2 separate regions of the Sus scrofa genome follow, and region 2 is linked to region 1. Evidence: chromatin contacts called from public Hi-C data. All regions are on one chromosome and are shown on one strand. Each heading gives the region's core, a stretch centred on a gene start, on an enhancer-like site or on the middle of the called end of the contact. The rest is flanking DNA. Distances are from core to core; before and after follow the strand shown. Region 1 holds the start of FOXF1 (forkhead box protein F1). Region 2 has its middle 16 kb from the start of EMC8.

Region 1 (7,242 bases), core at 2,923-5,422:
CTGTTGTCCGCATCTGAAAGTAGCCATTACAGATGCAGCCGTCACAGGCCACCAAGCCCCAATACGTTCAGTACCGTTGCACACGTCGTGCTCTTCTGTGCACACACACCGGCCTTACACTGTACGCCCACTGGACACAACCGTGCTTAGGGGGCACTACTTGGCGCCTCCCTGGTTTGACAGGGCTCGCCCCGCTGGGCACTATCCACACGCTGGCACACGTGATGCGTGCGCAGAGCCAGGGTTTGCAGAGAAACATCCCACTTGTTTTGTGCACAGATCGTCACTGGGGGAGGAGAGGGCTCTCTCTTCCTGACCCTGAGGTTTCTCCCCACAAGCCCCTGTCCCCAGGGCCGAATTTCCCCTGCAAGTAGCCCACCCCTCGCCCCCCGCCCCCCGCACTGATGCCCCAGGCCATGCAGCTTCCTTTACTGCCCAATGCCCACCTCGGTCTGGGCCCCAGCCCGAACTACCTTGTGTTGCCTTTGGACTTCGCCGGGAAGGGGTTCGAGGGAGCGGGGAGCGGGGTCGAGGGATGCTCGGGAAGCACTAATGCAGAGCAGGGGCGGTGGCGGCAGCAGCGGGAGGGGTGGCTGCCCTCGAGGTGGGTGGTCGGCGGCCACCCCGGCCCCCACCCCTGCGGCCGGCCCAGGCACAATCCGAGCTGGATCTGGTTCCCTGCTCGGGTTACGGCGAGCTCTCGGCCCGGCGGCTTCACTTAAGCAATTAGCCAGTAAAAATACCTTGGGCTTGGGGAGTGGGAGACAGGGCATTCGCGTCTGTTTTTACACCCCCTCACCCCCGGTTTTGGGATTCCTGGGGCGGGCGCGGGGACGGAGACTTGATTTGGGATGGGAGGGGTTCTCGATGGATCTTTAAGCCACAAAGCCGCCCCCTCCCTGCTGCGTTTTCTCCCAGTCATCCCTGGGGGCCCCTGGGGGTTTGTCTGCTGCTGTCTGTTTGGCGAGCCGGTCTCTCCCTGCACAGGCCTGGCCAATCCTCCCACAGCTCTAAGAAACAGCTGCCATCAGTTGTCCCATTCTTCAGATGAAGAGACTAAGTTACAGCTTGGGGATTAGAGCTGATAACACTGCATTTATCCTCGAGTGTGGCTAAGAGAGACCTTAGAGGTTCTCTCCACAAAGAGAAACGGTAACTATGTGATCAAATGGAGGTCATTTTCAACACATACACGTGGAAGTCAACACTGCATGCCGAAAGCTTACCCAGTGTTACCAGTACATTCTATCTCAATAAAGCCGGGGGGAGGGGCGGGAATATACTAACAAGACCCCCTAAAAGACAAACAAACAAACAAAAACACAAGAAACTAAGGCACAAGTGGCTTCTGCAACATCCTTTCACAGTGGAAGCTGGATTCAAATCCGGACCATGACTGCAAGCCTGCAGGTGGAGGGCCTCTGCGCCGTTCTCTGGAGGCTTAACCCCCGGTCCTGCTCAGCCCTAGATGTGTGCCCTGGCTCTACAGGGTGACCTAGGACGTGGGGTAATGTTCCCGGGCCCATCTGCAAAGAGAGGGATAATACTGACCCTGTAGGGGCATCTGAAGTTTCAAAAAGTCTCTGTGGGGCGCTTAACCAGGGTCCTGGGTTCATGGCTGGGAGGGTGCGGGTTCATGGATGGGCTAGGGGTATTTGGTGAAACCTTGAAAATTATGCTACAAATGCTGCAGGTAAGCACCTTCTGGAAGGGGCAGGTATAGGGCTGTAGTTTTCCGTAGTTTATCAAAGGGACTCACAGCCCAGAGAAAGGTTAAGAACCTGGCGGGGGAGGGGGGGTTATAATCCGAGGCTCAATACCAGGTGTGTGGCTGGCATCCAGAAAGTTCTATTATTATCGTGTCTGTGGTGGTCAGTTCTGCAATGGGCTTCTCTGTGCCCTTGAGCCTAGGACGCCAGAGGTGTGCAGGAGGCAAGAGAAGGCAAGAGAACCCCACTCGTTCCACTCTGGGCCTGTGATGAGGCATCTGGGAGGGAGATGCCAGGGCAGTTGGCCCGTGCGTGTGGAACAGCACCACGGAGGTATGTTCGCTCAGCAGCACGGCTGACCCAGGGCTCCAGTTTCCCCGTGGATAAAACGCAAGATCAGGCGGGACTTTTCAGGGGCATCCTAAGAGCCAAAAGCTTGGTCTCTGGGCATCTGGAAAAGCCCTCCTTGCCAAGGTGGTGGTTCGTCCCAGAACCGGGGGAGGGGGTGTCTCTGAATCCTGGAGCTGAAGCTCATCCCCCTCCTCTTCACGCCCACCTTGGTAGAGAGGAGGGGTGGGGGGCGCCTCCATCTGCCAGAGTCCCCAGCCCTCTGAGCCCCCTCCCTGGGCACCGTCAATGCCAACTGCAGTGTCACTGTCAGAGCCTGAGGGCTACGTGGAGGCCAGGTGGGGCCCCACCTCCACACTTAGGCCCAGGAAGGCCAACGCTTCCCATCCCCAAAGGCAGAGGAGCCCCAGAAGGAGCCTGTGAGAACCGGCGACTGAGAACCAGGGCACGAGGGAGGAAAGCTGACCTGGGGGTTAGCCAAAAATGGACTCTGCAGCTCCCTCCCAACTGGAGAGGGCGAAGAGGAAGGGGGCTACTGGGAAAAAGGCCCCCACCTTCACGACAAAGCCCCTCACTTTTGGAGGCACCCTGTCAGTGGGGGAGGAGCGAGGGAAAGGGAGGGGTTCCTATTACATTCTGGGAGTTTCGGGGCTTTGCGCTGCACCCCAGGCTGGCTTGGGAGCCGGGCAACCTCCTCTGCTCGCCTCTCTTTTAAAAGCCAGATGTGCTCCCAGCAGCTGGAGGTAGCGACCCTTCGCGGGAACTTCCCTCCCGGCGGCGGCGCCGCGGGGCCTCCTATCCTGCAGCTGCCGTTTGGCGGAAAAAATAAAGTGACGGGGAGAGCCTGTGAGAATGCGTGTGGGGACGTGTGCGCGCGGGCGCGTGGAGCGGCCAGGCGTGCGACTGCGTGTGCACGTGCGGCTGGCTGTGCGTGGGTGAACGCAAAAGGGCAGGAGTGTGTGCACACAACCGCAAACGCGTCCTCGGCGGTGGGCAGGCCTGAGCGTGGGCGCGAGGGTTGGGGCGCCTGAGCTGCGCGAGGCGCCTTCGCTGGGAAGAGGTAGGGAGGCCGTGCGCGGTGCTCAGTGTGTGCCTGTGGTCGGTGGGCGCTGGCTGGGCGCTGGGAAGCGGGACTGGGTCTGCCCGCACGGCTACCTGCGCGAAGATACAACCGCACTCGACTCGGCCACCTCCCCCACGGAGCCTTCCCCAGCCGCGCCGAGGCCGGGAGAGCCAGGCGGAAGCGCTGCGCAGAGAAGGTGGCTCTCTGGTCTCCCGAGAGAGCGCGCGCTCGGCCGGGACCGACCACAGCCGAGACCCCCTGCTCCTCACACGGACGTGCCAGGCGCCCTGAAGGTGACCAGGCGTCTACCGCCTCGGCTGAAGGCGTCGGAGCGAGGAGGCAGGTCCCGGGTGACAAGGAGGCCGGAGAATCCGAGGGGCCCACAGGCTTTGAAAAGCGCCGCGGGCCGCACTCCGAGCCTGGCATCCGCCTCTCGCCCCCAGCTCGCGCCAGGGCACTGCGTTCAGGGTCCCGTCGTGGACCCGAGAAAACACCCCTCGCCTCGCTCCTCCCAAGTCTGTGAGCAATCAAACAGCACTCACCTGGGTCCCCGCGTGCGGCGTTGCGCCCGGCTCCTGCGCTGTTCCGCGCTGGGCGCCACTGTCCCCCCACCCCGTCCTAGCCCGCACCCCAGCGCTGGGAGGTTGGCGGGGGAAGACGTTCGTGCGAGCCCCCTGCTGCAGGCAGCCCGGCGCGCGGGGGCCTCCCGGGCCCGCGCTCCCCGCCCGCGCAGGCTGCCTTCCGGAACCTGGCCTGGCGCGCAGTGTCAGAGGCCCCCGTGGCGGCGGCAGGCCGAGCCCACAGGGGCATTAGGCCAACTCCCCCCCGCGCACGCGGAATTCTCTATTATTATTATTAAAGAATCCCCCCCAGAACTTGTTTACGTTGAGCCATGTAAACTTCCTGCCAGGGCCTTTACCATCTGCGAGAAATCGGAATCTGCTCTTGGAAGTGGGGACACCGGGGCTGCGGGGCCAAATAGGCGGGTTTTCAGTGTGTGTGTGTGTGTGTGTGTGTGTGTGTGTGTGTGTGTGTGTGTTGGGGGGGTGTCCAACTGAGTTGTGTGGACTCAGATCAGAGTGTGGCTAGTGTACACACGAGTGGGACTGGATGCAAACTGACGCTCCTGTGGGCCTTTCGTGCGTGCGTGGGCGAGCGCGTGAGTGGGAACGCTCATGCCTGAGCGCCGCGTGTGCGCGACTGGGAACGCACGCGTGGGTGCGTCCGTGTCTGTATGTGTGCGCACGAGTGAGGGAATGAGCCGGGTCGCTTGGTCCGGGAGCCCGGGAAGTGTGGGTCCCCGCAGGGCCAGCGGTTCTCACTTGCTCCCCGAACCGCCCGCGGCGCCGGAGACAAAGCGGGAACGACCCGCCCTGCGCTTTCGTTTTCCGCCCGCGCTCGGCTCCGCCGGCTGCCCGCCTGCTTGCGCGTTGCTGGGCGAGTCCGAAAAGTCCCGGGCGCGGCGCAGTCCTTCCCTGGGCGGGGAGAAGGGGTAGGCGGTCCCTCGCGGGAACACACGCCCGCCGGCCGCGGGGACCCGGGGACCCGTAGCCAAGCCGACTGTGCCCACGATGGCCCCGACCCGGCGGCCCCGGCCTCCGCTACAGCTGCGATTTGCCACCGAGCAGTACGGCTCCGGGAAGGCCCGGGTACCGGGGCGCCTTTTCCTCCGCACCGCCCGAGCAGGGAAGGCGGGGGCCTACGCGCAGCTGGGCTGAACGGCGGGCGGAGGGCGCATTAACACTTGCTCGCCAGGTTGGTGCAGGCGGGGCGGGTTCTGCCGGCGGCCGCTGGGCGGCGAGGGTGGGGGCCCTTTAAGCGCCCACCGCCGAGGGGGCCGGAGGGGGGCAGGGAGGGGAGGGAACTCCTGGAGGGTCTTACTCTGGCCCGTGAGACGCCGCTGAGAGACGAGGCAGAAAGGGCGGCCTCGGCTGGAGTCTAGGAGCCGAGCGCCGCGGGTGGCGGGGACCGAACGGTGCTCCCCGCGGGGGCGCACAGCCGCAGGCCCGAGAGGTGGTGCCTCCCCCCAAAACGGTGGGGGGGGGGGCTTCCTCGCGGCCTCCGCCCAGGCTGCAAAGAGGCTGCTCTCAGCCTCCGCTCGGCTCCTTCCCTTGTGGGAGGGCGAGAGAGAAAGAGGGAGGAGAGTAGGTGGGGGAGGAGGGAGCTGGGGAGAGAGGGGGCTGTGAGCCAACCGCCCGCGGATCCAGCAGCTCTTCGGGGAGGACGAGCGCGCAGGCGGGGGAGGGCGCGCCGAGGCTCGCTCGGGAGAAGTGGCCGCGGATGACGGCAGAGGTGCAGCCAGCCCCGCGCGCGCAGCCCCCTCCCCCTCCTCCCCCTCCTCCTCTTCCTCCTCCTCCTCCTCCTCCCCGTTTGTCCGCGGCGCAGAGCAGCGGCGGCAGCGGCGGCGGCGGCAGCAGCCACCCGATGTCTTCGGCGCCCGAGAAGCAGCAGCCACCGCACGGCGGCGGCGGGGGAGGCGGCGCGGCCATGGATCCCGCGTCGTCCGGCCCGTCCAAGGCCAAGAAGACGAACGCCGGCATCCGGCGCCCCGAGAAGCCGCCCTACTCGTACATCGCGCTCATCGTCATGGCCATCCAGAGCTCGCCCACCAAGCGCCTGACGCTCAGCGAGATCTACCAGTTCCTGCAGAGCCGCTTCCCCTTCTTCCGCGGCTCCTACCAGGGCTGGAAGAACTCCGTGCGCCACAACCTCTCGCTCAACGAGTGCTTCATCAAGCTGCCCAAGGGCCTCGGGCGGCCGGGCAAGGGCCACTACTGGACCATCGACCCGGCCAGCGAGTTCATGTTCGAGGAGGGCTCCTTTCGGCGGCGGCCGCGCGGCTTCCGAAGGAAATGCCAGGCGCTCAAGCCCATGTACAGCATGATGAACGGGCTCGGCTTCAACCACCTCCCGGACACCTACGGCTTCCAGAGCTCCGCTGGCGGCCTCTCGTGCCCGCCCAACAGCCTGGCGCTGGAGGGAGGTCTGGGCATGATGAACGGCCACTTGCCGGGCAACGTGGACGGCATGGCTTTGCCCAGCCACTCGGTGCCCCACCTGCCCGCCAACGGCGGCCACTCTTACATGGGCAGCTGCGGTGGGTCCGCGGCCGGCGAGTACCCGCACCACGACAGCTCCGTGCCCGCCTCCCCGCTGCTGCCCGCGGCTGCCGGCGGGGTCATGGAGCCCCACTCGGTGTACTCCGGCTCCGCGGCCGCCTGGCCGCCCTCCGCCTCCGCGGCCCTCAACAGCAGCGCCTCCTACATCAAGCAGCAGCCCCTGTCCCCCTGCAACCCCGCGGCCAACCCCCTGTCTGGCAGCCTCTCCACGCATTCCCTGGACCAGCCATATCTGCACCAGAACAGTCACAACGCCCCAGCGGAGCTGCAAGGTGAGTGGGGAGCCGGTGCGGGGTGGGCATCTGGGCGAGCACCCTGCACGGAGCCGCTGACGCCCTGGTCCTCAGCCTGCGGCCGCGTCCATCCACTACCAACCCGGTACCAACCCCGATGCCGCGGCGAGTCTCTCTCGGCCCCACCTCCCCCATTTGAGGGGTGCGTGCAGCTCCGGTTTAGACCAAGATACAGTGTTTCTCTTTTTCTATTTCAACTTCCAGCTGCTGGCTGCCCCAGCCTAGCCAGGTAGGCCCATCCTCACCAAAACAATTCAGACCCCAATATTCTGAGTCCCTTTGGGTCCCTCAGCAAGTGCCCAGGATGGAGCCAGGCCCGGCCCTGGCCAGCTGGCTCGCCCTCCCCAGTTGACCCAGAAAGCTGCGGAGAGCCGCCTCTGCTCTGAGCCGGGCAGGCGGGACGGAAGAGTTAGGCCCAAAGCCGGCCGGGCCCGGCGCTCAGAGCCTGGCCTTTCAGGGACCGAGGCCCGGCTGTGTGAACGCTGCGCGGGCATTTTGTGGCGACGGTGGCAGAGAGGGGCCCAGATCGAGGGTCAGATGGAGTTGCAGGTCCCACACCTTCTTCCTCGGCATCCAGGTTCTTCCAGGTCCCCAGGTATCCCCCCACCCCGACCCTTGAGAAAAAAGAGGCACAGCTTTCTCCTCTGAACTCTCCATCTCAGCACCCATCGGCAGCCTTCTGGGCCTGGTTCTAGAAAGACCATGCAGTG
Region 2 (7,242 bases), core at 1,284-3,783, 520 kb before region 1:
TGAGTTGCCTCTGTACAACTCCTGGCATGTCGTAGGTGCTCGTGCTTGTTTATTCAACAAACAAACCTGTCCAAACCCTAGGAATGGGGCAGCCTCTCAGGGCCTTTGCAAACTGTTTCCACATCTTTTGTGCTCTAACCACGCTTTCTCCCCACCCCTCAACCAGACCAAAAGTCAGCAGCAAAACCAGCTCAGCTCGGACGTCTGCTGCACTCCAGGTGACGGGGGACCTCCTGAGCCTTCCTTTCCTAGGCCCTCGCTGGGGGCAGCACCCCGCTTGGGGTGGATGTTTGGAATCTCACGCCTCCATAAAACGTAGGCGTGCTTTTGCCAGATTCAGCCCTGCACACCAGCAGGCGTGCGCCGGGGGAAGCGTGGAGGCAGGATTGCCATCCGCAGGGATTACAGACCCTTCGAGAATCTGCTAGACTGTCCTGTGGCCACTCACAGACACACACGCGGCGAATCCTGGAACAAGTTACTGCTAGTCTGAGGCAGGTCTGAGGGTGAGCGCGCCCAGCTTAGCTTGCTTTTCCCAGGATTGTCCCAGTTGTAGCCTTCGAGCCCTGCATCCCTAATGTCACTGATCTTACTGTGGCAAAAAATAGCTCTTTGGGGAGTTCCCATCGTGGTTCAGCGGTTAATGAACCCCGGCGGCATCCGTGAGGACGCGGGTTCAATCCCCGGCTTCACTCAGTGACGGGTCAAGGATCCGATGTTGCAGTGAGCTGTGGTGTAGGTCGCAGATGTGGCTTGGATCCTGCATTGCTGTGGCTGTGGCTGTGGCCAGTGGCTACAGCTCCGATTGGACCCCTAGCCTGGGAATCTCCACATGCCATATGCTGCAGGTGCGGCCCTAAAAAGACAAAAGGCAAAAGGCCAAAAAAAAAAAAAAAGCTCTTTGGAATTTCTATGATCTGCTGAAAAAAAGCTGAAAACAGAACACTTAGGGTGTCCTGACAAAGCCCTGGCAGGAGCAGGGGATAATCCTCAGACGCAGGACCCCTGTCCCTGAGCTCCTTGGTCCCAGGACTGAGAGCTGCTTCCCCAGCTAAGGAGCCCGGTTCACTGCCGGCGTCCCTCCTGGTAAGATGCCGGGATCTTACCAGGAAACTCAGGGGAAACAAGTCTCTATGCCAGTGTTGTCCGCTCAGGCCACGCCTAGGGTCCCCTAGGCAGGTGTGTGAAGGTGCTGAGGCGGGGTCTTACCTCGGGGGCACTTGCAGGGTTTAAAGTCTGCCCCAGGTGATTCAAGTGCAAGTTCAAACCTCTGCATTCATTCCCACGTTGCCTGGGAAACTGGGTGAAAACAGAGACCTCTGCCTAACTGAGGGCTGCTGGACCAGGATCTCTAGGGGCACAAAGCGTGCTCTGGAGGCCAGGCCTTTAACAAAGGGGGGCCCCGGGTGCTGCAGCAGTCTGGCGGTGGTGGGGTGGGAAGGTCGGTCAATGCAGAGGTCCTCTTGCGAAGGAGGAACCCTCCCACCCTCCTCCCGTGGGCATCTGAATCTGACAGTGTCACAAAACTGGCTGCCACACCCCAAATGAACACCAGGTGGCATCCGGGCTCCATCCTTGTCCTGGAGCCCCAGTGGCTGGCTCTGCAGTAAAAGCAATTTTTCCTTCTTGTCAGACTTGTCTGCTCAAAAGTTGGCCAGGGGGTTTGTGCAGCCTGGAGTGCAGGGCAGTGACCGGAATTGTGCTGCCGGGTGTGTGGCATGCCTTCCAAAGTCTTGTGTTTGATGGTGAAAATCCATGGGAATTTGCTCTTTTGCCCCATGATACTGCCGTGTCTGTTTTGATACAGAAATAATTATTTCCGCGCATCGGGAGTAAAATTGCCCCCCCCCACCCCCCAGGCAGATCCACTGGCTCTTCCAGGCTTTTCAGATCAGCCTCCCGACACTGGCAAGGGACGAACTGAGCTTCACTGTCTCCCCCTTCGTCCATTTCCTCGTTGGTGCCAAACTCCTGGCATGGGAAGGACAGGACCCCCCCACCCCCACCCCCATCTTGGGGAATCGGGTGACACGCGTTGTCATCGGCTCAGTAAATTCCACTGTGTCATCGCGTTGCCGGTGAGCTGCTTCCCACCTCCACGCTTTGAGGGCGAATGTTATGTAACAGGACCGAAAACCGCCTGCGAGGCGGCGTGGAGGGCTCCCTTCAGAAAGGGGGAAACAGAAACTCAGGGAGCCTGGGGGCCGTGGGGGATGGTGGTGGCACAGCATGGAGCCCCTCTCCGCCGGGGTTCTGGTCTGCCCAGCAGCCCGGGAGTGTCCTGCCCTCTTCCTGCCTGGTTTCGTTGTTGGAGAGGCTGTCCCTGGGGAGTTGGCAGGACCCCTGAGCACATCCCGAGGCTCTAGCCACGCAGAGCAGCAGCTCCCTAAATGCCACGAGTTCCAGGACCCTCGCTGCTGCTTTGTCCTCCAGAGTCCGTGTGATGGTGACGGGGCACCTGCTATGGAAATGCCAGGTTTTAAGGGGGCAGCAAAGTTCCCAGTTTCCTTTTCAGAGCCTTTGGCTCAGCCTCCTTGCCTTCCTGCCAAGAGGGTGGAGCCTTGCAGCCGCCTCCAGGGCCAGTGCCCTTCCTGCTGCGGCCCACTGCCACTGGGAGAGGCGCATCTGCTCGGAGCCTTGACAGACTGGGGTCGTGCTTCTGGCCCTGGGCTCTGCGGACCTCCAGTGTGTGTGGGGGTGGCCTAGGGGGCTGCGTGTGTGCGTGTGCTGTGTGTGTGGTTAGTTTCTCAAAAGCCACAGGAATAAACAGGACATGTATTCTTGGGGCATTATTTTCAAAGTTTTGGAAAAAGGTTCCTGTTGTTTACAAGTAGAAGAAACAAGCATACACCACAAAGTGGAAAGAGGCTCCTTCCACTTTAAAGATAAAACAGACGACTTTAAAGAGATTCGCATGGCGGCCGGTTGGAGCCCCCTCCCCTTGGTGGGGGGGTCTCCTCTGCTGAGAGTGACTTGAAAAGTTCATCTATCAACTCCACCCGTTTCTCGAGTACTGTGTACAAGGCCCTGGGCCAGACACGGACGGGTGGAAAGTGGAAGGTGCAGCTCCTCCTGCTCCTGAGGATCTGGTGGTCCAGGGAGGGGTCTTGGCTACATCTCCACTCTCCTCCGCCTCACCACTCTCTCCAGCATCGCCGTCATTGTGATCCTCTTCCTCATCCCCATCCCCATCCCCACCCCCACCGCCACCCCCATCCCCATCCCCACCCCCATCCCCATCCCCGTCCCCATCGCCACCGCCACCCCCATCCCCATCCCACCCCCATCCCCATCCCCGTCCCCCTCACCATCCTCGCCGCATCCTCATCCTCTCCAGCATCTCCTTCACCATGATGCTCCTCCCCATCCCCATCCCCACCGTCATCCCCAGCTTCATCCTCCTCCCCCACCGTCTCCAGCCTCAGCATCACGACCACCACCTTCTTTCTTCTTCTTCACCATCATAAGCTCCGAAACACCTGTGTCTGTTTTGTTCCCCACTGTTCCCCTAGCTTCTGGGGTATTGTCTGGCATATATTAGATACTCGATAAATATTTGCTGAGCGGGTGTCTCATCGTCATATAATAACGCTCCCCTCTGTGTTGCGTACTAGCCCAGCTACAGCTTCCTGCAGTCCTGGGAGGTAGGAAGTGTAGCTGTCTCTTCCAGATGGGGACACCGAGAGAAACTGAACAACTTCCAAGGGCTGTACCCCAGTAGATGATGGGGTTAGTGTCTAGACCCTGATCCATGCACCTGCAGTGCCTGGCCTCCCACCTTGAACCACGGTGGCCTGAGGCTCCTGGCAGAGCTGTGGGGTAGGACTTAAGCTCAAAGGGCATGGGCTCTTGAGGCTGGCTTGGTGAGGGGTGGCTTTGAGTTAGTTTCTCCATGGACGCTGAGGTAGTCCGTGTCCAGATGCCAGAGGGCCTGAGCTGGAGGTGCCCACGTGGGTTTCAGAAGGTGTGACCTGCAGGAGGTTTCATAGCAATTCCATGTTTGGGGCTTCTTGGCCAGTGGCTATGTTGGCTTCTGGTGCTTCCCAGGCATTTCTGTACCCGCTGTGGCCATGCCAGGCTGGAGGGGGGCTCTTGGGTTTTCCCTTTGATCAGGAGCCTGCTGGGGTCACCTGCAAAGTAGTCACAAGGCTGCCCTGGAGGACTTTCCCAGCCATTAGGGCCACCACTTCCTCAAACCTCCCTGAGGTCCCCTGGAAAACACCAGCGTGGGAGCCACATGGGTCTGGAGAGCCACTGTTCTGGGGCCGCAGGGGAGACGGGCTGGAGAGACTGGGCACCCACCTGCGGGGCCTGGACGCACTCAGCTCGTAGCCAGGTGGCAAGGCTGTGTGGTGTATGAGCGTCCTGGGCTCTTGCACTGATGACCCCACTCTGGGGGCGCTTAGAGAGATAGGAGTTTATTTCTCCGCCGTCCTGGAAGCCAGAAGTCTGAAGTCAGGGGGTGGCAGGACCAGGCTCCATCTCGAGGCTCAGGTGCGGGTCCCTCCTGCTTTTTCCTGGTTCTGGGGGCTCCTGGCCGCCTCCCTCCAGTCTGTTTTGTCTTCACAGGGCCTCTTCCCTGTGTCCGTCTGATCTCCCCTCCTTCCTCTTCTAAGGACACGTGGCATTGGATTTAGGGCCACTGGCCTGTGTGACCCCATCTTAACCAAGTACACCTGCAGAGACCATTCGCTGGTGAGGCCACACAGGCACCAGGGCTGAGGACCTCACCAACTTCAACATATCTCCTGGGGACATAATTCAACCCCAAACAGATGGCACGGCCACCTTTAGGCCCGCCCTGCGGGCAGCACCAGGCTTGCCAGGTCTCACCCACGACGGTCATGGCAACCACGTGAGCTTATGCTTCGCTGAGGAGTTGGCTTCTTCTCGGACCCGGCCACCTTCGTTGCCCTTCCTTCAGCACCACTTGGATTTCTGCTGGGGACCCGTCACCCCCCAGGCCAGGGCTGGGGTGGGACCTGGCCTGCGTCCACCCGACCGTCCTGGTCCTCTGCCGGGAGGGTTTGGGCACGTGACCCGCATCACACCCCCGGATGCCAGGGCCTCTCCCCTTTCTGCCGCATCAGGAACGGTGAGGCTGTGAGGCTAGACCCACGGCAGGCGCTGCTTGTTCTGAGTCCCTGACACTGACGAAGCCAAAGAGGGTTGTGGCACCCCAGCTGCAGAGAGACCTGGGCCCTGCAGTCAGCCTGCCCTGAGCCAAGTGTCTCCAGGAACTTTTGCTTCCGTGAACCAATAAATTCCTTTTTTCTCCTATATTTACTCCAGTCAGTTTAACCAAGATAATTTTTTTTTCTTTTTAGGGCCGCACCTGTGGCATATGGAGGTTCCCAGGCTAGGGGTTCAGGCGGAGCTACAGCTGCCGGCCTACACCACAGCCACAGCAACTCGGGATCTGAGCCGTGTCTGTGACCTACACCACAGCTCACAGCGACGCCGGATCCTTTAAGCCACTGAGAGAGGCCAGGGATCGAACTTGCGTCCTCATGGTTCCTAGTTGGATTCATTTCTGCTGTGCCAGGACGGGGACTCCAAGCTGGATAATTTTTTGTGTGTCACTCATCACGGAAAGAGTCCAACGCACAGATTCAGTCACCACCCCTTTGAGAATCCACCGAGAGCTGAGTATCGCCTCCCTAGACGTGTGTGGAATCACGGACAGGCACAAGCTCGTGATCGCGCGCTTAGCCTCCGGGGAGCTTTTAAGATTTTCTGGATGCCAAGAGTCTCAGGCTGAAGTTGATCTGAAAAAAATGCTGCAAAATTCTTGCCAGCCTGCCTTGGCTCTGAAATCGGATGAGACGTTGTCACTGCTGATCTGGTCCCCACCTCGTCCCGAAGCACAGATGAACAGCTCAGGTTCAGAGACGTGGGCTGTGTTGGGGTAAACACTCGCCTGCTTCCCTGGGCAGGTGTACCTTGCTTCATTGGGCTCCACACACAGGTGGTTTTTTTTTTTTTTTTTTTTTTTTTTTTTTTTTTTTAAGACACATTGAGGAGTTCCCTTCATGGCTCAGTGGTTAATGAATCCGACTAGGAACCATGAGGTTGCGGGTTCGATCCCTGGCCTTGCTCAGTGGGTTGAGGATCTGGCGTTGCCGTGAGCTGTGGTATAGGTTGCAGATGTGGCTCAGATCCTGAGTTGCTGTGGTTGTGGTGTAGGCCAGCAGCTATAGCTCCGATTAGACCTCTAGCCTGGGAACCTTCAGATGCTGTGGGTGCAGCCCTAGAAAAGGCGGGAAAAAAAAAAAAAAAAAAAAAGACACATCTAAGGCTCGAGGCAATGATTCATTGGATAAGTCCATCGGTGCCCCTTTTCCAACAGCATTTGTTCACTTCGTGTGTCATATTTTGCTAATTCTTGGCAACATTTCAAACATTTTCCTTATTTATTTGCTTTGGTGCCGTGTGATCAGTGATCTTAAATGTTAACCGTTATAATTTTTTTTTGTCTTTTTAGGGCCGCTCCCGCGGCATATGGAGGTTCCCAGGCTAGGGGTCGAATCGGAGCTGTAGCCACCAGCCTACACCAGAGCCTCGTCTGCGACCTACACCACAGCTCGTGGAAACGCTGGATCCTTAACCCACTGAGCAAGGCCAGGGAGCAAACCTGCATCCTCATGGATGCTAATCAGATTCGTTTCAGCTAAGCCATGACAGGAACGCCATAATTGTTTTTTTTAATTTATTTAAAAATTAAGAAAAAATTTTTTTTACAATTTTTTTTTAAATTAAGGTATGCACATTTTTTAGATGTAATTCTATTGCAGACTTAATCATTTCCGTGTAGCATAAGCATAATGTTTGTTTGTACCGAGAAACCAAAAAATTCACGTGACTTGCTTTTTGTGTGGATTTCCTGGATTGGTCTGGAACCAAATCCACAGTATCTATCTCTAAGCGAGGCCTGTAGAAGTGTTTTCAATTTGAAGTAGTCTTGATCCAGCCCCAGCCAATACCATTGGCGCCAGAGGGGGCTGGGGGGCAGGCGCTGGGATGCGGCCCCTCAGGGTCCCACGTCCTGGCCCCGCGTCCAGGCTCTCCCAGATTCACGCCACACACCCCTTGTCACCGCAGACGTGTGCTCTTGGTGACCGAGCCTTGGTCACTGGCCACAAAACCCTGCACGAGTTTTTTGAAATAATAATGCATAACCAGGCACTGGAGCAGCGGAACGCTGAGCTGTTTCTGTTGCCAGCGAATTACGTATTTTTGTCC

Evidence for each region. A called contact is a pair of places that touch in the nucleus more often than the background predicts.
Region 2: a Hi-C map of subcutaneous adipose tissue shows a contact between it and region 1, with 2.7 times the contacts expected there. The contact joins the enhancer-like site here to the promoter of FOXF1 in region 1. A contact is called at or near these places in 3 of 5 promoter capture datasets (fetal skeletal muscle and liver), 16 of 47 Hi-C or Micro-C datasets (alveolar macrophages, brain, embryonic fibroblasts and 11 more) and 1 of 2 datasets of contacts at active chromatin or transcription factors (alveolar macrophages).

Annotation. Positions count from the first base shown.
Region 1 is chr6:2,595,052-2,602,293 of Sscrofa11.1, reverse strand. FOXF1 (forkhead box protein F1) reads left to right here and starts at 4,172. Exons shown (of 3, transcript XM_021093697.1): 1 at 4,172-4,875; 2 at 5,511-6,511. The coding sequence starts at 5,545.
Region 2 is chr6:3,117,897-3,125,138 of Sscrofa11.1, reverse strand. No RefSeq gene overlaps it. Among named protein-coding and RNA genes, the nearest start is that of EMC8, 16 kb to the left of the region's middle. Within about 2 kb of position 2,533, at least 38 of the 83 cell types and tissues checked have an H3K27ac peak or open chromatin away from gene starts, as enhancers often do. A contact at or near this core is called in alveolar macrophages, brain, liver and 4 more, where this site is marked.